Linked DNA regions of Mus musculus: region 2 is linked to region 1. A link is a contact called in public HiChIP or PLAC-seq data. All regions are on one chromosome and are shown on one strand. The core of a region is the stretch at or near the end of the contact, and the rest is flanking DNA. Distances in the headings are between cores, read along the strand shown.

The links. HiChIP or PLAC-seq counts read pairs in DNA pulled down with a chosen protein or histone mark.
Region 2: a contact with region 1 is called in an H3K27ac HiChIP or PLAC-seq map of embryonic stem cells, with 9 read pairs. The contact joins the promoter of Dlg5 here to the enhancer-like site in region 1. A contact is called at or near these places in 2 of 484 Hi-C or Micro-C datasets (both in embryonic stem cells), 12 of 115 datasets of contacts at active chromatin or transcription factors (embryonic stem cells, epiblast stem cells, forebrain and 1 more) and 4 of 9 other capture datasets (adipose tissue, embryonic stem cells, liver and 1 more).

Annotation. Positions count from the first base shown.
Region 1 is chr14:24,141,266-24,147,324 of GRCm38.p6, reverse strand. It overlaps Dlg5 (discs large MAGUK scaffold protein 5), which reads left to right. Exons shown (of 32, transcript NM_001163513.1): 25 at 104-252; 26 at 1,003-1,173; 27 at 2,830-3,023. Among named protein-coding and RNA genes, the nearest start is that of Gm52142, 24 kb to the right of the region's middle. Within about 2 kb of position 2,279, at least 18 of the 459 cell types and tissues checked have an H3K27ac peak or open chromatin away from gene starts, as enhancers often do. A contact at or near this core is called in embryonic stem cells, where this site is marked.
Region 2 is chr14:24,243,286-24,250,033 of GRCm38.p6, reverse strand. It overlaps Dlg5 (discs large MAGUK scaffold protein 5), which reads left to right and starts at 4,114. Exons shown (of 32, transcript NM_001163513.1): 1 at 4,114-4,887. The coding sequence starts at 4,584.

The DNA.
Region 1 (6,059 bases), core at 1,030-3,529:
GAGGCAGGCAGAGTCTCAGACCAGGCACCGTTCTGCAACCTTCTGAGAACCCAAGCGATCCCTGCCACTGTCTGTCTGACCCTGGTACCCTGTCCCTGGTCAGTATGGCAGCCTGGATATGCGCAGCAGGACAGTGGAGGACGTCTATGTGGAGATGCTGAAGCCTAAGGATAGCCTTCGCCTGAAGGTGCAGTACCGCCATGAGGAGTTCACCAGGGTCAAGGGCCTGCCCGGAGACAGCTTCTACATCAGGTGCCAGCATGGGTTAGGGCCAAGGGAGGGGCTCTCTGTGGAAAGTTCATAGGGTGACTGGATGCCCTAGATCACTTGTCCCCAAGGCCCTGGCTCAGGCCATCATTAGCATTGCTTTTACCTATATGAGATGCTTCCTCCTCCTCCTTCTCTTCTTCCTCCTCCTCCTCCTTCTTTTTGGTGGGGAGGGATTAAGAATACAGGAATTTTGAGACCTAAAGCCTCTTACCTTGTGGGTTGTGTTCCTCCTGCACTCTCCCCTGAGTCTCTCAGATCCCTCTGCAGTCATAGATCCCAGGTGCCCATGGTGCCTGTAAGTCATATGGGTGTCATGATGTGGGATGGTATCAGACTCCTGTCATGTCCCCCACAGCCTGAGACCATGGAGTCCATAAAAACTTGCATGAGTGATACTCTTCTCACTCTGCAGGTGGGAAGTGACATGTTTTCCATCCTAGGGAGGTGACAGTTTGCAGGAAGCAGTGGGCTTCAACTTCAGAAACAGGCAGATAGAAAATGTCTGTTTGAAAAGACATCATAGAGGAAGTCTTTCCCCAGTGGGGATGAGCTCTTAGCATCAGGAAAGGAAAGAGGATAATTCTATCCTGCTCTGTAATGTATGTGAGGGGCCCCTTCGGGATGCCCCCAAAGCCTTTCTTCCTGATATCTGGAGACAACACAGACAGCTGCCTCAAAAGGCAAGAGTGTGGTATGGCGTCTTCAACCCGTGTCCTCTGTTCAATGGTCCAGGGCCCTATATGACCGTCTGGCAGAGGTGGAGCCTGAACTGAGTTTTAAGAAAGATGACATCCTGTACGTGGATGATACGTTGCCCCAGGGCGTGTTTGGGTCCTGGATGGCCTGGCAGCTGGATGAGAATGCCCAGAAGATCCAGCGTGGGCAGATTCCCAGCAAATACGTGTAAGTCTTCTCCATCTCTAGGCAGGGACCACAGTGTGGAGTGGGACCTGCCTCACAGGGTGACACTCGCCTGAGCTGCTGGGGAACTGATTCCTTGGGAGCTGCAGCTGCAGCACATGTGGCCCAGAAAGCTGCTCCTCGCAGTAGGCAGTTTACAGAGGCGCCACGGCGAATCGGGATGCATAATCTCTTCTTCCAAACAGCTATGAAGCTATAATTCTTATAGCAGATGAGTCCGTCCAAGTAGCCTGTATGTTCGCAAGATACATGCAATCATCTCCACCATTATTTTATTTACTTATAGGCAGGCAGGCAGGCAGGCAGTCACGCACGCACGCACGCATGCACGCACGCACGCACACAGGCATGTGTTGCGTGCGCACACACACAGAGAATTTGGATAGGGTCTCATGTATCCTCAGGTTGACCTCAGACTTGCTATGTAGACAAGGTGACCTTGAGCTGATTCTCCTGCCTCCATCTTGTGAGTGTTCAAACCATAGGCACGTACCACTACACTCAGTTTATGTGGTACCTTGAACATGCGAGGCAAGCACTAGATCACAATTCCAGTTACTCCAGAGTTAATTTTAAAGCATGTTCATCACCTCTGAAAGAAACCCAATTAACTATTATTCTGTGTTACCCTGTGACTGTTTTTGATTGCTGTAACAAAATATTTGAGGCTGAGAAATTCACAAGAAAAAGAAGTTTGTTTTGGCCTTGGAGGCTGAGAGCATGAAGTCAGGTGGCCTCATCTGCTCAGCAGCTGGTGAAGCCCTTGTTGGCCACGTCACAATATGGTGGGGAGCAGAAGGAAGGAAGAGCTCCTATAGCAAAACAGGAAGTGTCTTAGTGTTCTATTGCTGTGAAGAAACACCATGACCACATCAAGTCTTATAAAAGCAAGCATTGAATTGGGGCTGGCTTACAGTTTGGTAAGACAATGGTGCTGGAGAAGTAGCTGAGAGTTCTATAAAGGAGAGAGAGAGACTCTGAGACTAGCTTTGGCTTTTGAAACCCCAAAGCCACACCTCCTACCACTCCCTGATGACCAAGCATTCAAATCTATGAGTCTCTGGGGTCCAGTCTTATTCAAACCACTACAACAATCACTACTACAAAGCCAGGGTAGCTCTTTCTTTAACACCGTACTATTGGAGGACATAACTGATCCTTTCTGAGGGTAAAAACCTAATCAACCTCCATTACACAGTCTCTTAGAGAAACCTCACGGCTCAGTACTGCTACTCTGGGGATCGAGTCTCCTGCAGCATGTGGACCCAAATCCAAATCACAGCACACTACTGCTTCTGCCCCAGCCCTAAGCCATTCATCTGCACTTAGAATCTGTAGGTTTCCCTTTAGGCACTTCATGCAAATACAGCCACACGCACACAGTCCAACTGTAGTGTCTGTACCTTCCATGGCAGGAAGCACAGCTAGCAGTGTCACTGGCCCCCCCCGCCCCCCTCCCGGCTGCTGCATTGAGCTCTCTGAAGCTGAACCCTGAACTTCTTGTTGCCATGGTGATGCCTGAGAGCCCCGAGGCACGGGAAAGGCCGGTAGTTGGGGAGGGCTGAGAGTGTGGCTGGGGGAACCTAGCTTCCTCCTCCCCATGGTCCTCCCAGCATTGTCATTTCTCTGTGGCTGCAGGATGGACCAAGAGTTCTCCCGGAGGCTCAGCATGTCTGAGGTCAAAGATGACAACACAGCCAAGACGCTGTCAGCAGCTGCGCGCCGTTCCTTCTTCCGAAGGAAACATAAACATAAACGCAGTGGGTCCAAAGACGGCAAGGACCTGCTCGCCCTGGACACCTTTTCCAACGACTCCATTCCTCTCTTTGAAGGCAAGTGCTGGGTTCATTCCAATGGACTCCAGGGGTGCGGGTGGTAGGGTATCAAAGCTTCACCATGAGACTTCACATAGCTTTCATGCCTTTTGGTACTCATTTGTGGGTGCCCGTTGGCTGGTTTGGTGCACAAGGGCAAAGGGAGAGACGCTAAGCTGGGGCTTTGGAAACCCTGTGAGTACATACTGTGAATGAGCACCCTGGGACCAGCTCTCAGGGTGATTCAAGGCTTATAACGTTTTGGGTGACTGAGGGTAGGAACATCCAGGATGGGCAAAGGTCATTTGCTGGAGGCTTCATGTCCCTAACATACCTCATTAGCATGGGGAATCTCAGGTGTTCACCGAACAGGTTTTATCAGGAGAAAGAAAATTGATCCTGTTAGATTATTGGAGGCTACGTGACATTCCTCAGGCAGAGGCATATATGTGTGTGTTGGGGGTGGGGGGCACTTAGAATTTTCCAGACAAGGTCAGTGAAGGAGAAGCCCTGCTAACGAAGGGAGTCTCCCATATTGTGCCAAGCCCAGGGGCTTTCCTGTCATGATGGACCTTAAGTAGCAGTTTTCCCAAACTCATCTGTAGGTGGATATTGCTGCTGGTAGGACAGTCCTGAGAGTCTGCCAGTGCAGCGAGTGGCTTTAATCCTCAAGGTCTCTTCTTGGCCACCATATTTATTTGTACCTCCAGCCCTGTTTCAGGAGGGAGAAAGGCAAGGCAAAAGTGGCAAGGGTTAGGAGACTGGAGAGATGGCTCATTGCGTAAAAGTGCTTGCTGTGCAGGCTTAAGGACCCAGTTCAGATCCACACAATAAAAGCCAGGTGTGGCGTGTCTGTGATCCCAGCACTGGGAACGGAGAAAGACTGAGGGGGCTCATGGCCAACCAGCTAGCTGAAACAGGAAACTCTGAGGTCAGCGTCAGTGGGTGTGGTTTCTGCGCCATGCATGTTTCCTCTGGCTCATGCTGGTCACTGCTCAGCCTTTCTTGCTTCATTCACGTATCCATCAGTGATTTTGACTAGATCCTTCCCAGGAGGATGCTGAGCTAGGCTAGAGCTGTGTGGACTAGGAATGTTAGAGGCTTTCCTGACTGATGGCCCAAGTAGGAGGAGGCCATTGGTCCTGAGAGGCAAGGGGTAGGTCCCTGTCATCAACACAGCTCCCATGGCTGGGTGTGGTGTGTTCACTATCATGGACAGACAGGGTGTGGGGCCACTGGGCAGTAGACTATGGGAATGGGTTTCTTATTTCCTCCCTCCTTCTTTCCTTCCTTCTCATCTTTCAGATGAAAATCCTGCCAGGCATGGTGGCACATATCTTTAATCTCAGCACTTGGGAGGCAGAGGCAGGTAGACTTCTGAGTTCAAGGATGGCCTGGTCTACATAAAAAATAGCCAGGTCAGCTGGGGCTACATAGTGAGACACTGTCTCAAAAGAAACAAAATAATTAAGCACGGTGACTGTTCCCTGTTATCATCAGGCCAGCTGGATAGACACAGCCCCTGGGGAGTTCTAGTCATCTCTCGATTTCTGTACAACCTATAGCTTTAGTGTGGGATTGTATGCATATAAATGTTATATATATATAATGTTTAAGCATACATAAAAGGTTTCTTTTTTGGTGATATTGTTGGCTCTGCTTTGCCTTTTACCTCTAGAGCCTGAAACATGATCCCTACATGAACAGAGCAAGTTTCCCTTGTGTTACTGTGAGGTTTCTCTTGTGGTTCTTAACCGGGCCCACTTGCCTGCCCTCTTCTTTCTTTTGGGCTATGCTCTTGGGCACCCACTTCTTTATTCTACAGGCACCATCTCACATGTGCTCAGTGAGGGGCTGGTGGGTGTGTCCGTATCAGTTCTATGGAAGTTCTGCACTACTTATTAAAAAAAAAATCTTATATTTATTTTGTATATGTGTGAGTGTTTTACCCGAATGTACATATGTGCATCACGTGTGTGACATTGCCTGCAGAGACCAGAAGTGGGTGTGAGATCTCCCCGGGGGCTGGAGTTATAGATGGTTTTGAGCCACCATGTGGGTGCCAAGAACCTGGAAGGACACCTGTGCTAGTAACCACTGAGCCATCTCTCCAGCCTTGCCACTCATTTTGAAACTGCTTTTAGCACCGGATGCCTTCTGGATTGTTCTGTTTTCCTGCAGTGACCCTTCTGTCACTGAAAAAAACCTCCCTGTCTTATTTCCAGTGGTGTCCCTTTTGGAAAATCTGTAATGTGTGATGTTGTCTTTTCCAATCCCATTTCCTGTTGCTTAGTCTCCACCCACTCTTTTCTGGCCACCAGAGTTCATACTTTGAACTTCTTTGTAGTATTGTTTACTGTTCCTGGGGTAGGGCACAGTGGGGTGGGGGTGGAGCAGGGTGGGGCAGGCTGGGCTGGGGTAGGGTGCTTTGATTTCACTTTCTGTGGCAGGTGGTGTTTTAACACATTGTATCAGAGCATGCCCTGGAAGGACATGAACGTGAGCAAAGCACAAATCTTCCATTACTGTGTAATCAGGACTTGTAAAGCGTCCCTATGGCCTACTCTGTCTTTTCTCTGTGATCGCTTCTTCCCTGTTCCCTTGTCTGTCCTTCCACTCTACTTTGGGAATAATCAAGTATTTCTATTGCCTTGCCAGTTTTCAGTTTGTAGTCTTTTGGGAATTTGAGTGGCCTTCCCCACCTACCTCTGACTGATGGCCCAGGACATCTCGTGGGCTGGTCCTAAGGAGTCTGAAGCTCTAGCCCTCTCAGCTCCACTCACCAGCACCCAGCTTCCATACCATTCCTGTTGTCCCCTCACTTAGTGCATTGGCTGTGTTCGTTCACAGTTCCTCTTCACCTCTCCTGCTGCTATTCACTCCTCCCGCCCACCTGTCTGTCTGTCTGTCTGTCTGTCCGTCTGATTTTTGTCATCTTTCTGCTTCCCTTCAACACTTCTTAGGAATGCTTAGTGTACTCAGGGATGCATTTTCTCCATTTTGCCCAGCAATGCTTTATCACTTTCCCCTTCTATATAGAATCTTAGATTGGTG
Region 2 (6,748 bases), core at 2,865-5,364, 100 kb before region 1:
GACAAAGAAGGGCCTCTGAGAATATGGAGCCCCAATCCTGTGCAGGCAAGAGGAGGAGGCCTGACAGAGCACAAGGAGAGAGAAGGTGTGTGGTCCTGTGTGGAAGGTGCAGGACATGAAGGGGTTTCTCTCATGGAGAGACTCCCCTACACTTTTTTAAGAATTGAAGGTGGGGGTTGGAGAGATGGCTCAGTCATTAAGAGCACTGACTGTTCTTCTAGAGGTCCTGAGTTCAATTCCCAGCAACCACATGGTGGCTCACAACCATCTGTAATGGGATCTGATGCCTTCTTCTGGTTTGTTTGTACTCATATACAATAAATACATAATTTTTAAAAAAGAAGAGGAATCAAAGGGAAGAAAGGCAGATAAATCCAAAAAAGAGAGAGAAAGAAATATTTAGGCCGTTGAAGAGTGAGATGATAGGGGTGGTTTTGAACATAGAGACACCGTCTTTTCCTTCATACTTCTCATTGTGATATATAGGTTTCCTAGAGCTTCCATAAAAACTGGACACAAACTAGGGTCTAAAACAATGGCTTACTGGTTCACAGTTCTTAAGGGGGAAAGTTCAAAACCAAGGGCTTGCCAAGTTGGTTCCTCTGAAGGCCACTAGGGAGAATGTGGCCCAGGCCTTGCTCCTGCCTCTGGTACTTCCCATGGCTTCTCCTCTGGCTGGTCCACCTATCACTCCAGTCTCTGCTCCCCACTCATGTGCTATCTGCCCCCATGGGTGTCTGAGTTCACATTTCCCTTTTTTTTTTGTTTGTTTGTTTGTTTTGTTTTTTTGAGGGTTTCTCTGTGCAGTCCTGGCTGTCTTGGAACTCTCTCTGTAGACCAGGCTGGCCTCAAACTTAGAAATCCGCCTGCCTCTGCCTCCTAAGTGATGGGATTAAAGGCGTGCGCCACTGCCTGCCACATTTCCCTTGTTTTCTTTTTTTTAATTGTTTTTGCTGGAGGTGGTGCCACACACCTTTACTCCCAGCACTCAGATCTCTGAATTCAAGACGAACCTGATCTACAGTGCGAGTTCCAGGACACGCAGAGCTATACAGAGAAACAAACCCTGTCTTAAAAACCAAAACCAACCAACAAATCAAATCAATAACAATTAATGAATAAACAAACACACAAGCAAACAAACACATGAATAAAAAATAAGTTTTGGCCCAGCAGTAATGGCACACGCCTTTAATCCCAGCACTCGGGAGGTAGAGGCAGGCAGATTTCTGAGTTCAAGTCCAGACAGGTCTACAGAGTGAGTTCCAGGACAGCCAGGGCTGAACAGAGAAACCCTGTCTCAAAACCAAAAAAAGAAAAAAAGTTATGTGTTTGTATTCACATGTGAGGGCATAGGTGTGTCATGGAGTATGTGTAAATGGTAGTCTGAGGAAAACCTCTATCTTGTACCTCCTTGAGGCAGGACCTCTCATATTGTTTGTTGCTATACTGTGCACCCCAGGTTAGCTCAATTGCCCTTGACCTCTGGCAATTCTCTCATTTTACCTCTTGTCTGAAATTATAGCCATGTGCTATTGGGTCTGTCATTACTAATCTGATCTCAAGTTGTCAAGACTTGTGCAGTAAGTACCTTCTCCCAGCACAAAACTTCCTTCCTGTACAAAATATGCATTTGTATGTGTGTGGGCGGGGGCGGGGTTCTGTGTGCGTGTGGCACACATTTATGTGGAGGTTAGGGAATAGCTTATGAGAGATGGTTCTCTCCTTCTACCATGCAGTTTCTGGGAATCCATCTCCGGTCATCCAGCAACTGCCTTTGCCCCCTGAGCCAGCCCAGCAGTCTCCCTCTTCTCATAAGCACACCAGCCTCCTCCAATGACCTCATTTAATTTCACTATGCCTATCCAGACACGGTTTCTAGGGAGGGGAAAGCTACAGAAAGGAGTTTATGCCAAGGTTATTGGTTAAAACAACTCTAAACCATTATGTCCACAGACTCTCTCATCTAGAATTTATGTTTCACATAGGCCTCAAGAGAATCTTATAAGGGATTCAACAAAAGCAGTGTGTACCACTGCCCAGCCCCTAGAAGTAAGTGCTCTTTTCAAATGCTTCCTCACTGATTCTTAGAAAGGCTTCCTGGAACAAACTCCAAATCCCTTCACTGTCCTTCGAGAGTTACTGGGAGACGATGGCTCTTCTGTCTTTGGTCATGGAGCTGCCAGTTTGTTCTCTAATCATAAAAAGATTGGTGTCCAATTTTCATTCCTCCCCCCACTTCCCTTCTTCACCCAGATGTCTGCTAATCCAAACAAGAACTGAGATGGGCCCTCAGGGATGAGTTAGGATCTGTGGCTGCTCTCAGATGAAATAATGGCCAGCCAGAGAGAAGGTGTCTTAGGGGCAGGGGATCGAGGAAGGGTCCAGGGACTCTGCAAAACTATGGCACCATGATAACAGCCAGCCTCCATTCCCCTAAATCCTTGTGTTCTAGAAAGAATTAGCTGTCGACCTGACACAGCCTGAATCATCTGAAAAAAAAAAAAAGGATTCAGGGGAGTCATTGTCTTTTTATAACATTGCTCTATGGACAGATCTGTGATATGAGCATGTCTTCAGAGAGAACTGGGCAGGACAGCTCAGCCTACTGCGGGTAGTACCATTCCCTGGGCAAGTGGTCATGGGCTATATTAGGAAGCTAGCTGGTGCATGAGCCTGGCAAGGGTGTCAGCATGCCCCATCCTCAGTGGATCCTGCTATATACTCCCTTGGCTCTAAGTGAGAATTCCTATCTTGACTTCTCTCAGCAATGGGACAGTGACCTGGAAGTGTTAAGTTAAAATACATACTTTCTTTCCCAAATTGCTTTTGGTCATGGTATTTGCCAGAGCAACAGAATATAATTAGGTCATCTTCTTGGTCACAGAAGCCCAGGCTATCTGATCAGAGAGGGATCTTCAAATGGTTTTGCTCCAGCATATTGGAATCCATGTTGGGTTATAGAAGCCTTAAAAAATGATAAAGCTATCAAACCCAGCCCAGAAAACACACGTTCACAATAGTGTTGAGATTGTTTCAGCGCCACACAGACCCTGCTGAACTTGCTCATGAAGCTACAGCTGAGAACCCCTGGTTTGATGCTCTTCTCATCCCCCTTCTCCTGAAAAATACTAGGTGAGGGAATGTAATTGGTTCTCTTCCACCATCATTCTGACATCGTCCACCATCATTCTGAGGGTCTTCTTGGTCTAATCACTATTCAGAGTTTGTTTCTATAAACAAACATGGCTTCTGGCTTCTGTCAAAGAAGGACATTTGAGATGTCTTTGCTTTGGTAACGGTGCCATCGAAAGAGTTCTTGGCCGGCCTTAGAAAGTAAGCCAGCCGTTGGAACGCAGAACTTTGCAGTCTTCTTCCCTGGGATGCAGATTCCGTTCCAGGTATGCAATTGTAGAGAGAGAGAAAGAGAGAGAGAGAGAGAGAGAGAGAGAGAGAGAGAGAGAGAGAGAGAGAGGAAGAAGGAGGAGGAGGAGGAGGAGGAGGAGGAGGAGGAGGAAGAAGAAGAAGAAGAAGAAGAAGAAGAAGAAGAAGAAGAAGAAGAAGAAGAAGAAGAAGAAGAAGAAGAGAACTGTCGGAGAAGGTAGACGGTCTTGAGCTGAAGTCATTATGGGAAGCAAGGTAACTCTGTGATTTGCTATGATCTTGGGGCGACACCAAGGAGCACTTTTCTTGACAGAAATCTCCAAGAGCCCACAGCAAACACTCCTTATGCACACCCAGGTCCTGCAAACATCCACTGCCTTTGACTCTGGAGCTCTGATACAGGTGTGCAGGATGCTATTAACTGTGAGGCAGGTTAGGGGGTTTTATTGGGAGATTTTCTAAGAAAATCTTGGAATGGGGACAAGTTCTGGAGAGGTCTTTAAATTGGAAATGACCAAGTGGGGGAGGGTTTTGCATTGTGTCCTTGGTTTGTTTTAGAATTCTTAGAAGACTCTGGACTAGGGGCAGTATGTGAACAGGGTAGGAGCAGTTTCTCTCAGTACCTTGTGGACTAAGGGCCGGTGGGGTCCGGACCCTTCCCCTTCGCCCAGTGTTTCAGTTGCCTGCTACCTCCTCCAGGCCGAAGGCGGGCCGGGGAGGAGAGAGGCCAGAGGGGCGGACCGCGGCTGTGCAGGCGGCGGTGTGGGAGCTCGGGGGAGCCGGGCCGGAGCCGTCGGGCGCCCGGCGACAATTCCCCCCGCGGCGATCGCAGTGTGCGGCGGGGCGGTGGGCGCGGAGGCGGAGCTGGAGGGGGCATGCCTGGCTGCTGCGAGGCCTCGGGGCGCGCCCCGGCCGCCGTCCCCACCTCCGCCTCCTCCTTCTCCTCCTCCGTCTCCTCCTCCTCTTCCAGTCCCGCCGCCGCCGTAGCCAACATGGCTGCGCCCCGGAGCCCGGGAGGCGGCCGTTGAGAGCTGCCCGATCGTCCCGGCCCCGAGGCTCGCAGGCCCCGGCCCATGGGCCCCGCCGCCTCGCGACTCCCGGCGCGCTAGGCTGCCGCCCAGTTCGGCGTGCAGCCCGCCGGCCTCGGGAAGCCCCGGCGCCGTCCGGCGGGGCGGGGCGGGGCGGCGCGGGCCGCCACCATGGAGCCGCAGCGCCGGGAGCTGCTCGCCCAGTGTCAGCAGAGCCTGGCCCAGGCCATGACCGAGGTGGAGGCCGTGCTTGGGCTGCTGGAGGCAGCAGGAGCGCTGAGCCCCGGCGAGCGGCGGCAGCTGGACGAGGAGGCGGGAGGCGCCAAGGCGGAGCTGCTGCTCCAGCTCCTCCTGGCCAAGGAGCAGGACCACTTCCAGGACCTGCGCGCCGCCCTGGAGAAGACTCAGCCTCACCTGCTGCCTATTCTCTACCTGAACGGCGTCGTCGGGCCGCCGCAGTCTACAGAGGGCGCGGGTGAGTGGCAGTCCCGCGCGGCCCCTCCTGCCCTCCGGCCACCCCTTCTCTCTGCAGCTCACCAAGGGGGTTGGGGGGGCCGAGGCTCAGGTCGCAGCCACCGCTCTACCTGTATGGCGCGGGTGACACCTTCTCTCTTATCCTACCCGGGGAGGGACGGATGCCTGGAACCTCATTCACACCTCCTGCCTCTGTTCTGCGGTTTTCTGGGAACAATAACCCCCTCACCGAAAGCCTTGTCTTTCCTCTCCTTGTTGCTACTGCTGCAGAGTCCTCCGGAAGCCACCAGGTCTGGTGGCGGGGCGGAGGTCGGAAGACACCTCGGAAGGATGTCGGTCAGCCCCCTTTCTAAGCTTCTCACGGTCGGCTAGCCCTTCGGGAGCCCTGGGTTGCAATCCGCAGGAAGGGAATATAGGCCAGGGGAAGATCCCCTAAGTTCTGATCCCTGCAACCCTCTTTAGGTCACTCGTGTCTTTTCACTTTGTGTCCGTGCCCGTTTCCTTCTCGTCCCCTGGACCTCAGTCTCCTAACTCGCCCAGATTTGCTGTGAATTATGCACACCGCCTTCCCCGGTTTCTTTGGAAATTGTGGGCCCGGAAAAGTTGAGGAAGTTGCATTGCACCATGGGAAAATCTTAGTAGTGGTTGCTGTGGCTCGGTTCCCTCCCGGAGAGTTCTGAGTTCCCGGTGGAGGAGAGCTGAGCACCTCTGAGTGGTGCCCTTTGGAACCCCTGTGTTCTTGCTCTTGGAAGTGACTGAGTTGTAAGTGTGTGTAGGGGGAGGGGTGCTGCTGGAGTTTGCGACTAGTGGTAGGCTTGTCCTGACTGGGCTGTGGAGAGAGAAGCCAGCCTCCTCGACAAGGAAGAAGGCATAGTACAGAGAAAGGATGAGGGCTGGCATGTATGGTGTCTGTTGTGGCAGGAACTCTACCTTATCACATTTAATCGCTGTTAACAGCATGTGAACTATCCAGTATTCCTGCTTTGCCAGAGAGAAAACTGGCCTGCAGAGGTTAAAATGTTTAACGGATTGAATGCTAAGAGTTTTGAATTATTGTCTATTGCTTAAAAAAAAAACATATTCAGAGCCTGGAGACAGCAAGTGTGTCTTGCCCTTGTTTTAAGTTGAATCAATATACATAATAAAATCAATCAAGACACATGTAAAAGACCAGTGAATGAAGCGAGCTGGAAAAATAAAACTGCCCTTAGCAACGTGCGGGCCAGAGGTTGAGGAGACCCGTTTATGGGACTGTTAAAAGCTATCCTTATAAAGGGAGTGGTTTTATTAGGTGTCTCTGGTAGCAGTCCTCATCTCCATGAGTCCTTTCAACCCTGTTTTCTCTAGCTGAAGGGAACTGATATACAGAGAGGCTAAACTGCTGCCCCACAACAGAGCACTTCATGGATGCCCTTCTGTCTTCCCTTGGACTTTCGTATTCTGTCTCCCAGACCTTCATGCTGTCCCTACAAGTATGGTTTAATGGAGTTCCTGGGCAAAGCCAGTAGTCTCTTTTGAATGACTCGAAGTTGCTTAGAAGAGGCTCTCGAATGCAGCTGAGAGAATAAAGGACCTCGTCAGATACCTTTTTCATTCTAACTACTTCTATATATCTTTGAAGAAAGAAGTTTGTCAAAGATTTGCTTCTAGAAGTCCGTCTGAGGAAGCACAGAAGTTAGAGGGCAGCCAAGAAGTCCTCACGGGGATGTGCTAGTATCAGCCCTAGGATTAATATCTAGACTACCACAAACTAGAGGACAGATGGCCATGTGTTAAGTACATCCCTCATGCCCTGTAGAGAAGGTGGGACCTCTGGTCTGATCTTTAAGGTTCGTCTCTTGCCCTCTAAGGAATGGGATACC